Regions from separate parts of the Sus scrofa genome. Here regions 2 and 3 are each linked to region 1. A link is a contact called in public HiChIP or PLAC-seq data. All regions are on one chromosome and are shown on one strand. Each heading gives the region's core, a stretch centred on a gene start, on an enhancer-like site or on the middle of the called end of the contact. The rest is flanking DNA. Distances are from core to core; before and after follow the strand shown. Region 1 holds the start of GGA1 (ADP-ribosylation factor-binding protein GGA1). Region 2 holds the start of CYTH4 (cytohesin 4). Region 3 holds the start of POLR2F (DNA-directed RNA polymerases I, II, and III subunit RPABC2).

Region 1 (3,603 bases), core at 785-3,284:
TCTGCCTGGCCGGGGCGGGGGGGGGGAGAGCACCCTCCCCAGCAGGCAGCAGGGGAGAGCACCCAGGGAGGGAAGGGGTGTTTCACAACAGGGCGTGTGACTCTGCTCTGTCACCCTACAGTGACGGGAACATCATCACTGACCCACCAGAAGCTACTTTTTACCTCCAGCCACTGTGAGGGGAGAACTTATAATTTTGTGAGGGGATGAAAAAGAAAACAATCTCAGCCCCAACTGGAGTCCAGCCTCCTGCCAAACCTGTGTGCCCTGACTCCTGTCTGTTCCTCAGATCAGATCCTCTGACCCTGCAGAAAATCCCCACTGCTGCTCAACCTGACACTGGTTTTGTATCAGCCACAGCCCAAGGCCTGCGGCGGTCAGATCTATCAACCAGGGCCCTGCCCATCCCCCCCAGTTATTGCTGTGACCTGGACACTTGTGGCGTTCCAGAACAGTCTCGATGGCCGCTGAGTGCTTCCTTTCCAGGCCCTCCCCCTCCGCTGGAGACAGTGTGATTCTGGGACCAACCTCAGAACTCAACTCTGCACAAGACTGGCTTCAAAGGGGCTGATCATAGCCCCCCAACACCCTGGGCAGCTCCCTGGTGTGCCTGAGGCCAGGAGGCTGAACTGAAGGTAGACCTGAGCAGAGGCTGCCCCGAGGTCCTGTGGCAGATGTGGGCCCAACAGGAAGAAAGACTTGAGAGGGAGCTGTCACCAGCCCGGGGAGAAGCAAGCCATGCTTTGAGGGGTTGTGAGAGCTGAAAAGCTTCTGTAGTGTGGGATAGGGAGGTCAGGTGGACCGTGTAGCGGCTGATACTCTGAAAGCCAGGTATTAGGAAGAGACACAGGAGGGGATGCAGAGGCATTTGGAGGAAGCCAGGAGAGGGCTGGGAAAGGAGTCTGGTGAGGGTGCAGAAGCCAAGGGGCTGGGTTGAGGGCAGGGATAGAGACCTTGAAATTACTTCTGGAGTCTGAGACCGGACTCAAACCTGTAGGGTTTAGGGGTTTCTCACTATGTGGCCAGAACTCGGGGGCTCTCATGGGTTAGTGGACCCTCCCTTCCTGGGTGGGGGAACGAGCAAATCTGAGCGGAGATGCAAGCTCAAGGAATGGATAGGAGCGAGTCACGCATGCAGCGTCAGAAAGCGGAGGATTCGGGGTTCCAGGGGAGCAGGATCCCTCCCTCTTGGGTCTGAGGTTCAGCCCCAGGGGCTGCTCGCTTGCTACCATCCCGGGCTCCTTGGAAAGACTAGGGCGTCCGTTCCGCGTTGAAGTCTGGGCCCGAGGGGGTTGGAGGCTGCTTTCTCCATCCCGGAGGTTCTGGGCACAGAGAGGGGCGCAGCTCACTCCTCCCTGGGGGTCGCTGCCCTCGGATCGGAAGGGTAGGCGGCGCCCGCTCGCGTCGCCAGTCCGCGCACCTGCTGGGGTCTCTATTCAACCCAGAGTCTGAGGTACCGGCTTGGGACACCGTCCCTCCCCGGGCCGGGGGCGGGGCGTGAGGAGGGGGCGCCCCGTACCCCGCCTCCGTCGGGAAGGGGCCCGCCTAGTGCCCCTGGTTCCGGTTCCGGTCCGGCCCGCGCCCCTCCCGGACACTCACTGATTCGCGCCTCCAGAGTCTCCGGCTCCATCGCGGGCTCCATCCGCCACGGGCCCCCAGCCTCGGCACCGCCCCCCGCCCCCCGCCGCTCTCGCGGGACCTCCTCGGCACCGCCCTCGGCCGATTAAAGGGGCAACGTCCGTCCCAACGCGCGAGAGCGGAGCGTGAGAGCATTCAGCACCATAGAGACGAGAACTACTCGCCTAGAGCGTCACTTGCTCGCCCAACCCCTCCCCTAAGCGGCGACTGCGGGGGGAGGAACGGGTTGCCGGCCTCCTCGTCCACAGCGCTCAGGCCGGAGAGGAAGCAGAAGGACTCGGGGCTGAGAGCTGCACCATGGAAACCCCGCGGGACGCTCTAATTCGTTTCGCGTCACGAAAACGCTTGTGACCGCTTCCGGCCGAACGTTCCACCGCCATCTTTTTGAGGGGCTCTTAGGTCACTTCCGGAATCCTGAGCGGGTATTTCCGCTTAGATGTAAACATGGCGGGGCCTTAAAAGGGCAACGACTTACTTGGGCCGTTAAAGTTTATTGAGTGTTTACAGTTGTCCAAGCATCGTTTTAAGCACTTTTTTTTTCCCCCTTGGCTGCGTCCAAAGCATGTGGAAATTCCCAGGCTAGGTATTGAACCTGCGCCACAGCAGTGACAACAGGGGATCCTTAGCCGGCTAAGCCACCAGGGAACTCCTTTGAGAACTTTTACACATTTTTCTATTTACTCCTCACAACAAACCAATGAACCGGATCGTTTGAGGTCACACAAGTGGCAAAGCCCGAACCCCGTGCTATCTCCTGCATTCATTCTGAGATCATTTCATGCACCCCGCAGTTTCCAGGCCCCGGGGCACGTCACGAGCTCACCTGGGTCCGTTTCCTTCTGTCGCCCCCTGGCGGCCTTCCGGGGAACTGACCCGTGGTGTGCTCGGGAGCCTCCCTGTCTCCTGGAGGGTTAAAGGGAATCTGGCGAATCCGGTTCTGCTCAGCCGTTGCCTTCGCAAGCGACCTCGATTCACCTTGCAGAACCGAGGTGACCTCATCAGGGAGTTTGAGAGGCATGTGCTTGGGTCAGTTTTTCCCCTAAACTCAACTATTCAGCAAACCGAGATGCTTTTCTCAACTCTCCCCCACAAACCATTAAAATTATACAGGAAAGTGATATGTATGTTTATTGCATTCCTCAATAAAAGCTGTAACATAATATGTACTTAGAGCTCTTTTCGTTTGTTTCTTTTATTACTGTGACATGAATTGTTACAGAAATAATACATTTACCGCACTGATTTAGGGGCACATGCAGTCTGTCCAGGGTCACGTTTTAAAGAGAGCAGAGATTTGACCAGGGTTCAAATTCTGACCTCGCTGCTTTCCAAACTGCCCTAGGACAAGTCACTTAGCCTCCTTGGATCTCAAGACTTCCCATCTGAATCATTCTTGTTAGAATTCAGTGAACCAGTGTTTGCTAAGTGAATCCCCCCAACACAGGCTCCCCACTCACTGTCTCGGCTGAACTTTTCTCCTTAGCACCTGTCTCCACTGATTACTTCTTTTCTTCATCGTGTCTTTTGTCTCTTGCCCCCACTGGAAGGTAAGCTCTGTGAGGACGAGGAATTTCATCTATTTGGTTCATCGATGTATCCTCAAGGCTTGAAAGAATAACTGGCACATAAGTGTTCAATCAACACGCATTGAGGTGTTTCCTGGCGGCTCAGTGGGTTAAGGATTCGGGGTTGTCACTGTTTTGGCTCCGGTTGCAGCTGTGGCGCAGGTTGGCTCCCTGGCCCAGGAACTACAGCATGCCATGGGTGCGGCCAAAAAAAAAAAAAAAAAAAAATCATGCATTGAATGCATGAATGAGTTGAAACTATTATTCATAAGCTTTACCGGCAGAGGGATGCAGGAATGTGCCCACTGTTGCACAGCAAACGGGGAGCGGGGGAGCCAGGTCATACATTTGATGACAGCTCTAGGCTTGCCTCATTGAGTCCTGAAGAGCAGGGTTGGTG
Region 2 (3,603 bases), core at 453-2,952, 310 kb after region 1:
CTTCTCTTAGATCTTGTCCCTATTCTGCTACTTATTGGCCACCTGACTTCGGGCCCGTCCGTCCTCTCCTCCAGTTCACCTCTGTGAGCCGCCGTTTCCTCATTTGCATTATGGGGACAACTATCCTAAGGCCTTTGGTACCAGAAGACCCCCCCCAGCAAAGAACCAAGTAAGAGTGGTAGCCAGTCAGGCAGTGTTGGCTGGCGAGGGGGAAGGGGACTTCACAGTCTCTTGTCACCCTTGTGTCAGCTGTGTGACCTTGAGCCAGGCACTGCTCCTCCTGGGTCTCCTCTTGTCCCCCAGTTGCCACCTGCGGTGTGTTCACCAAGCCCCTACAGTCTGTGAGCCACCTGCCTCCCAAAGCCCGCAGGGGAAGCTCAGGGTTTGGGGAGAAAGGGTGGGGAGGGGAGCCAGGAGGTGGGGAGGGGTCCTGCCCCAGCAGGACGGTGTCCCTCTCTTGGCCTCCTTTGTTCCATCTGTAAATGGGGGTTGTTGAAACTAATGCCTGCTTCTCTAGCTGTGTTCCCCTGAAACCCTGGGGTGAGGGGAGGCCCAGTGGGCGGGGTCGGACTGCCTTGTATGAGGGTTCTTTTGTTCCCAGACTAGGAGTCGAACCGGAGCTGCAGATGCCAGTCTACACGACAGCCACAGTAACACCAGATCTAAGCCACGCCTGCAACCTGCACCTCAGCTCACGACAACGCCAGATCCTTAACCCCCTGAGTGAGGCCAGGGGTCGAACCCACATCCTCACGGATACTAGTCAGGTTTGTTGCTGCTGAGCCACAACGGGAACTCCTGTGTGAGGTTTTGTTTGAAGGTAGGGTTCTGCTGCACATTATCTGGACCTGGGGAACCGAACTGCTCCAGGCAGCCCTTGTCCTCAGGAATTCCAGGCCATGCTGGAATATTCTGAGAAGGACTTGGGCCCTCTTCTCTCCTCCTCACGGAAACACAACGGAGTCCCGTCCGCCCCTGTACCCACTCTGCAGCCTCCTTTCCTTCCCCTCCAGACACATGGTCCTGCTGACCGGGCAGGGGCCCGGCCACGGTCCCCGGCTGCTCATTCCTGGGCCCCTCCACTGGCAATCAGTGGTGTCCTCAGCCGCCCCAGAGGCCACCGTCCCCCACCAGAGGCCAAACTGGGGCTGCAGGGTGCTTTTGCCACCCGGACACTTATCATCCTCACGGATGTCACCGTCTTTGACACAAGCTATCTTTCGCGTCCCACCTCCGGACCTTTGCACTGGCTATTCCTTCGTCTGGAATATTCTTTCCCCAGAAACCCACACGGATCCTTTCCTCCCTCCTTCAAGCCTCGGCTCAAACAGTGTCTCCTCTTGAGGTCTTCTCGGCCACCTGTCCCATCTTCCTCATCTCACCGTGCCGCTCATCCGGCTTGTCACCTCCCGACCAAGCACACGCACACTCGCACTGTCTGTCTTCCCCCTAGAACATAATAAGCTCCTGAGGGTGAGGGGAGCCCCCGCTTCGTTCGCTGGACTCCCGGCCCCTGGAACACAGCTTGGCACCAAGCCCGAGCGCCTAGACCTCTGTTTTCTGCTCCTGCCTGTCCCATCTGGCTTATATCTATGTACACACTGATTGCTGTGAGGCCAGCACCGTTATCCCCATTCTACAGAACAGGAAACTGAGGCCCAGACAGGTCGGCCCAGACGCTTACCTGGGTGGCACAAGTCCATTCTGAAGCCCCCCCGGGGAAGGGCGGCCCGGGCTCCAGGGGCCTGCTGACCCAGCTGCAGCTCGGCTGCTCAGGCAGAGATGTGTCACCTCAGCTAGAGCAGGCCCCTTCCCGTCCGCCCGCCCCGCCCAGCCCCTGTGTGGGGAGGAAGTCCTGTCCTGCCTGGGTTCTGGGGCTCTGGGGCTCTGGTACGTAGGCTCTTGACGTAACAGCACTTCCTAAAACCAGTTCTGCGTACTGGGGACTCTTTGCATGTTGGGGGTGGACGAGGGAGGGATAGAAGGACACGGGGGGCGGGGGATAAAAAGAGAAAGATGGTGCGACAGAGAGAAACATGCAGACACACCCCCCCGAGGAAGATGCTTATTAGAGCACAGATCCTTCTCCAGCGGGACCATGGGCACTTACTCAGCAACCTCCCTGCCCTTCAGCTGAAGGGTCACTCCACTTGAACAGTCCAAGCGGAGCCCCCTAGGTCCCACCCCACAAGCTCTCTTTCATCAACCCTCCCTTGATCAAGGAAAAATTAATCCAGTGCTAGCAAAGGCTCTGCCTCCCCTCAATGAAATGCTTGGCTTTTGCCTGTCTAGTGATTGGTCAGGCCAGATGTTCAGTTTCCCTTTTCCCCCAGGTTGCTGGGAAGCTCAGTCAAATCCAAAGTGCCTTGACGACTGTTCTGTTGTAACAGACAGACGTTGAGGCCAGACAGCAGGGTGATTCAGCTCTGCCACTCAGGGCCTGGGTGAACTTGGGTGAGTCACTTATTGGCAATGAGCCTCAGTTTGCTTACCTGTAAAAGCTGAATACTAATTCTCACCTCGGGGTTATGAAAAACATGGGGGACATAATGCATGTAAGATGCATGAATAGTCAATAAACACTATCTTCTTTCTCTTTTAGGTTTCAATTTTCTTTGGGGGTTAAAATTTACAATTCGACTGCTTGTGTCTTTTTTTAATTTTTTTTGGCAAGCTGATTCAAATCCTTGGTGGAAAAAAGTACAGTGTGAAGAAATATTTATAGGGGTTCCCTTGTGGCCTAAGGATTCGATGTTTTCACTGCTGTGCCTCAGGTTCTATCCTTGGCCTGGGAATTTCTGCATGCCGTGGGCATAGCCAAAAATGAATAAATACTTCAAAAGAAGAAATATCTAGGAGGTCCTATTGTGGCTTAATGGTAAAGAACCCGAACAGTGTGCATGAGGATTTGGGTTCAATCCCTGGCCTCGCTCAGTGGGTTAAGGATCTGGCCTTGCCAGGAGCTGTGGTGTAGGTCACAGAAACGGCTTGGATCCCAGGTTTTTGTGGCTCTGGCTCAGATCTTGCGTGGCTGTGGCTCTGGCGTAGGCCGGAGGCTACAGCTCCGATTTGACCCCTAGCCTGGGAACTTCCATGTGCTGCAGGTGCGGCCCTAAAAAGACGAAAAAAAGAAAAAAGAAAAAGAAACATCTATAAATTCACTGCTCCTTCCTTGTCACTTTGTGGCACATATTGTGTATTCATCTGTTTTCCCACCAGTCTCAAAGCCCAGGAGGACAAGGGCCCTCTGTGTCCTGTGCTTGGTAAATGCTGGGGGCCCATGCGGGTGTATGAATGTGCAATAAATGAACGAATGGACGAACGAATGAATGAAGGGCACCCAGGGGAGGGGGTGAGGTTGATGCAAGAGCTGGCTACAACGGCCCCCCGTCCCGGTATCCACACCCCTCTGCCCTGTGATGCAGTCGCTCTTCTTATGGAGAGGTGGCATCTATTTCTCTTCCCCTTGCGTCTGGACTGGGCTGTGTCTTTCCCTGATGGCTAGAACGTGGCAGAAGTGAGGTTACATGACTTTCAAGGTGAGGCCTTAAGAAGCCCTGTGGCCCAGCTGTCTGGGCTGGCCTGCTGAGGATGGAGACACAC
Region 3 (3,603 bases), core at 477-2,976, 300 kb before region 1:
CTGAGTAAATCATTTTATAATAATAATTTATTAAGTCATTTGATGTCCTCAACTTACTAAAACAAAGCTTCCTTTTCTTTTCTTTTGGTTTTGTCTTTTCTAGGGCCACACCCGCGGCACGTGGAAGTTCCCAGGCTAGGAGTTTAATCAGAGCTGTAGCCACCAGCCTACACCAGAGCCACAGCAATGCCAGAGCCAAGCCGCATCTGTGACCTACACCACAGCTCATGGCAACGCCGGATCCTTAACCCACTGAGCAAGGCCAGGGATCAAACCTGCAACCTCATGGTTCCTAGTCAGATTCGTTAACCACTGAGCCATGACAGGAACGCCAAAGCTTCCTTTTCTATTCCCTCCAGAGCCCTATTTCCATGCCCCCCTGTGGGAGAAAAATTCATGAAAGAGTCGTCCATCTTCGCCATTTCCAATTCTTCTCCTCACATTCTGTCATCATCTCACTCCCAAAGACTTTCAGCTCCTTGGCTCCACCAAAACCACTCCTTTCAAGTTCATCAATGATTTGCACGTTGCTAAATCCACTGGTCTATTCTTGTTCTCATTTAGCCTGATCTGTCAGGTGGCACACCGAATCACTCCCTCTCACTCAAAACACTCTCCACTGGAGTTCCCGCTGCGGCGCAACAGGACTGGCAGCATCTCTGGAGCACTGGGACACAGGTTCGAGCCCTGGCCCGGCACAGTGGGTTAAGGATCCAGCACTGCTGCAGCTGTGCCATAGGTCACAACTGTGGCTCGGACCTGATCCCAGGCCCAGGAACTCCAGATGCCACAAGGGCGACCAAGAAAGAAAGAAAGAAAAGGACACCTCGCGGTCTTGGTGTTCCCCCGCCTCACAGTGGCTCTTTCTCAGCTTCTCTTCCCTCCAGGCACTCCACAGTTAGGATGCTCTGACGCTCATTCATCTCCTCTTCTCTACTGACCACCCACCCCCCTGCCGCCTCCCCATGATCGCCCCCTCTCTTAGCTTTGACTAATACTCTTATGCTAAAGACGCCTCTATTTTTGTCTCTCCTCCACACATTCAGGGAATCTTTCCGGTTCTAGCTTCAAAATAAACCCAGAAATCAAAACCACTTCTCACTACCTCTACTACGATTACCTAGTACAAGTCACTCCTTTTTTTTTCCTGGATTACCGCAAGCCTCCCAGACTTTTACCACCTCAAGTCTCCCCAGACCCTCCGCTGGGTTTCTTTTACATACTTCGTGCAATTCACACGACCCCTGCAGTATCCGTCTGTGGGCCTGTCCCCTTTTCTAGAAAGGGCCCCCTACCTGAAGAGCAGGAGCTATGCCTAATTCACCTCAGTAATTCCAAATCAAGAGACAGAGCCCGACTCCGTGAAAGTTTGTGGAAAGATACCACGTTCACTGATTCTCTCCGGATCCTCAAACTGGGGCTTTTCTTGGCCCAGCCTGTGACCAGGTCTAAGCTCCTGGTCCCCCCGCCTTTCCCTTCTTCAGCTCCGCGGGCCCCTCAATACCCCCAGTCCCCTCACGCATTGCCCCTCGGTTAACGGCTCCTTAACCTCCTTTGACCAGGCTCGGCAAAGCTCACTTTGCTCCCGCACTCACTTGTCCTCGTTGTCAGACATGACGCCCGCGCCGCAGCTCCCTGGTTCTGCGCTAAGAGTCGCGCGGAGACCCGCAAACTGCGCGCCTCCGCCACGAGCTGCGCCACGCGCACTCTGCGCCTGCGCTGTGACCTAGAGGCAATTGCTTCCGGGAGGATCGGCAGGGCGATAGTGCGCACGCGCCGAGAAGCTAGAGCTTGTTACCATGGTAGCCAGAGTGTATAACCAGAGCTTGAGCAGCGGAGATCTCAAAAGCATTCCTGCAGGGCTCCGGCGCGGGTGCTCCTTCAGAGCCTAGCGGCCACTCTCAGTGGGCACCCAGCCGGAGTCTTACCTAAGAGTGAGGTTTCCGTTTGGGTCTATCACACAACGGGCAAGGTTACCCTAACGCCCCTTTCCTCCAGAGGTGGCTTCCCTGCCACAGGCGCCGGGTCTGGATGAGGTCTCTGTTCGCATGTGTGTATCTGCCAGTGGATCTGTTCCGGGTGGGAGGATTGGGCACTGTCGCGATATTGATGGGCGGCGTCACGATTCTCTTGCGGGCCCCGCCCCCGCCAGACCCAAACTTTGGGTGGTGTTGGGGATGCGGAAGCAGAGGTTGTATATGGGAGACAGGGGGTGTGTCGTCGCGTTTTTCCCTCCTCAGAGCCCTCCCATGGCTTCCCAGGAGAGGGTGGAGACTGTGACCAAAGGAACTGGCTTCTGGCGCTGCCCCAAGCCGGCCGCTTACACCCCAAGAACCTGCGAGCTGCTCAGAGGTCAGTGGTGGTCGGGCGGGGCGGGGCGGTGGTGTCAGTGCATGAAAGGACAAAAGGAGAGCGGTAGTCACTGTTAACCTCTGTAACTCAGTTCTCACCTGCATGACTTATGGCTTGCAATTGCTGTTTTCATTTTTCAGATAAGAAGCCTGGGGTTCAGGAAAGTTTGGGGGTCCTGCAACTCGAAAGTGGCCAAAAGTCAAAGAACTCACGAATTTTAGAGTAGTTAACTGCTATGCATCCCTTATATCACACTTTTTTTTTTTTGGTTATTCTTTTTTTTTGTAATTGTTATTTCCCCAATACAATTTTTTTTTTCCTACTGTACAGCATGGTGACCCAGTGACACATACTATATCACACTTTCAATTTCTCCAGAGAAGCCTTATTTCCTCCCCACCCACCACCAACACAGTGCAACCAACCGTTAGGTGCCCACACACTCCCAGTGCCTTTTCCTTCACTGGGCTTAGCGTAACCTGTAGTCAGATACCTTGTGTGTCCCTATGAATTCATGTTGAATTAACATCCATCTGCCCTTCTAGTTCATGAACTCCCATCAGGACACGGTGCCTGTTTTGGCTCGCAATTGTAACTCCAGCCCCTGGCACATGCTTAATGACTGCTTGTTCATTCACTCAACAACAACAAAAAAAGATTTTAAGCCCACTGTGAGCTTTTAGACATTGTTCCAGTTGCTGATGATACAGCAGTAAAAAAAAAAAAAAAAAAAGAAAAAGAAAAAAAAATCTTGTGGAGTTCCCTTCGTGGCTCGTGGAAACAAATCTGACTAGCATCCATAAGGACGCAGATTCCATCCCTGGCCTCACTCAGTGGGTTAAGGAGCCAGCATTGCCATGAGCTGTGGTGTAGGTCGCAGACATGGTCGGATCTGGCATTCCTGTGGCTGTGGTGTAGACCAATGGCTACAACTCCGATTCAACCTCTAGCCTGAGAACTTCCATTTGCAGCAGGTGTGGCCCTAAAAAGGCAAAACAGAAAAAAGAAAAAAGACTTGCATCCATGGAGCTAATATTTCAGTAGGAATGTTACAATGATAAATAAGTAAAATATATAGAACTTAGATGGTGATGGGTGCTATAGAAAACAATGAAGCAGGAAAGGAAGAGCGGGAGTACACAGGTACAGAATGGGGTCCAGAGGCAAAACGAGGACATTTGCTCGCAGCCCAGGAGGCCTCACTGAAGTGCTTTGTCTTGCAGCCATGATGAAGGAATCCAAACTGACTAA

Evidence for each region. HiChIP or PLAC-seq counts read pairs in DNA pulled down with a chosen protein or histone mark.
Region 2: a contact with region 1 is called in an H3K27ac HiChIP or PLAC-seq map of alveolar macrophages. The contact joins the promoter of CYTH4 here to the promoter of GGA1 in region 1. A contact is called at or near these places in 3 of 47 Hi-C or Micro-C datasets (embryonic fibroblasts and retroperitoneal adipose tissue) and 1 of 2 datasets of contacts at active chromatin or transcription factors (alveolar macrophages).
Region 3: a contact with region 1 is called in an H3K27ac HiChIP or PLAC-seq map of alveolar macrophages. The contact joins the promoter of POLR2F here to the promoter of GGA1 in region 1. A contact is called at or near these places in 2 of 47 Hi-C or Micro-C datasets (heart right ventricle and liver) and 1 of 2 datasets of contacts at active chromatin or transcription factors (alveolar macrophages).

Annotation. Positions count from the first base shown.
Region 1 is chr5:10,211,796-10,215,398 of Sscrofa11.1, forward strand. GGA1 (ADP-ribosylation factor-binding protein GGA1) reads right to left here and starts at 2,035. Exons shown (of 19, transcript XM_021091505.1): 1 at 1,600-2,035. The coding sequence starts at 1,642.
Region 2 is chr5:10,519,881-10,523,483 of Sscrofa11.1, forward strand. It overlaps CYTH4 (cytohesin 4), which reads right to left and starts at 1,703. Exons shown (of 13, transcript NM_001144121.1): 1 at 1,685-1,703. The coding sequence starts at 1,703.
Region 3 is chr5:9,915,995-9,919,597 of Sscrofa11.1, forward strand. POLR2F (DNA-directed RNA polymerases I, II, and III subunit RPABC2) reads right to left here and starts at 1,727. Exons shown (of 5, transcript XM_003481541.3): 1 at 1,596-1,727. The coding sequence starts at 1,615. C5H22orf23 (UPF0193 protein EVG1) reads left to right here and starts at 1,792. Exons shown (of 7, transcript XM_003481544.4): 1 at 1,792-2,050; 2 at 2,241-2,352; 3 at 3,576-3,603. The coding sequence starts at 2,250.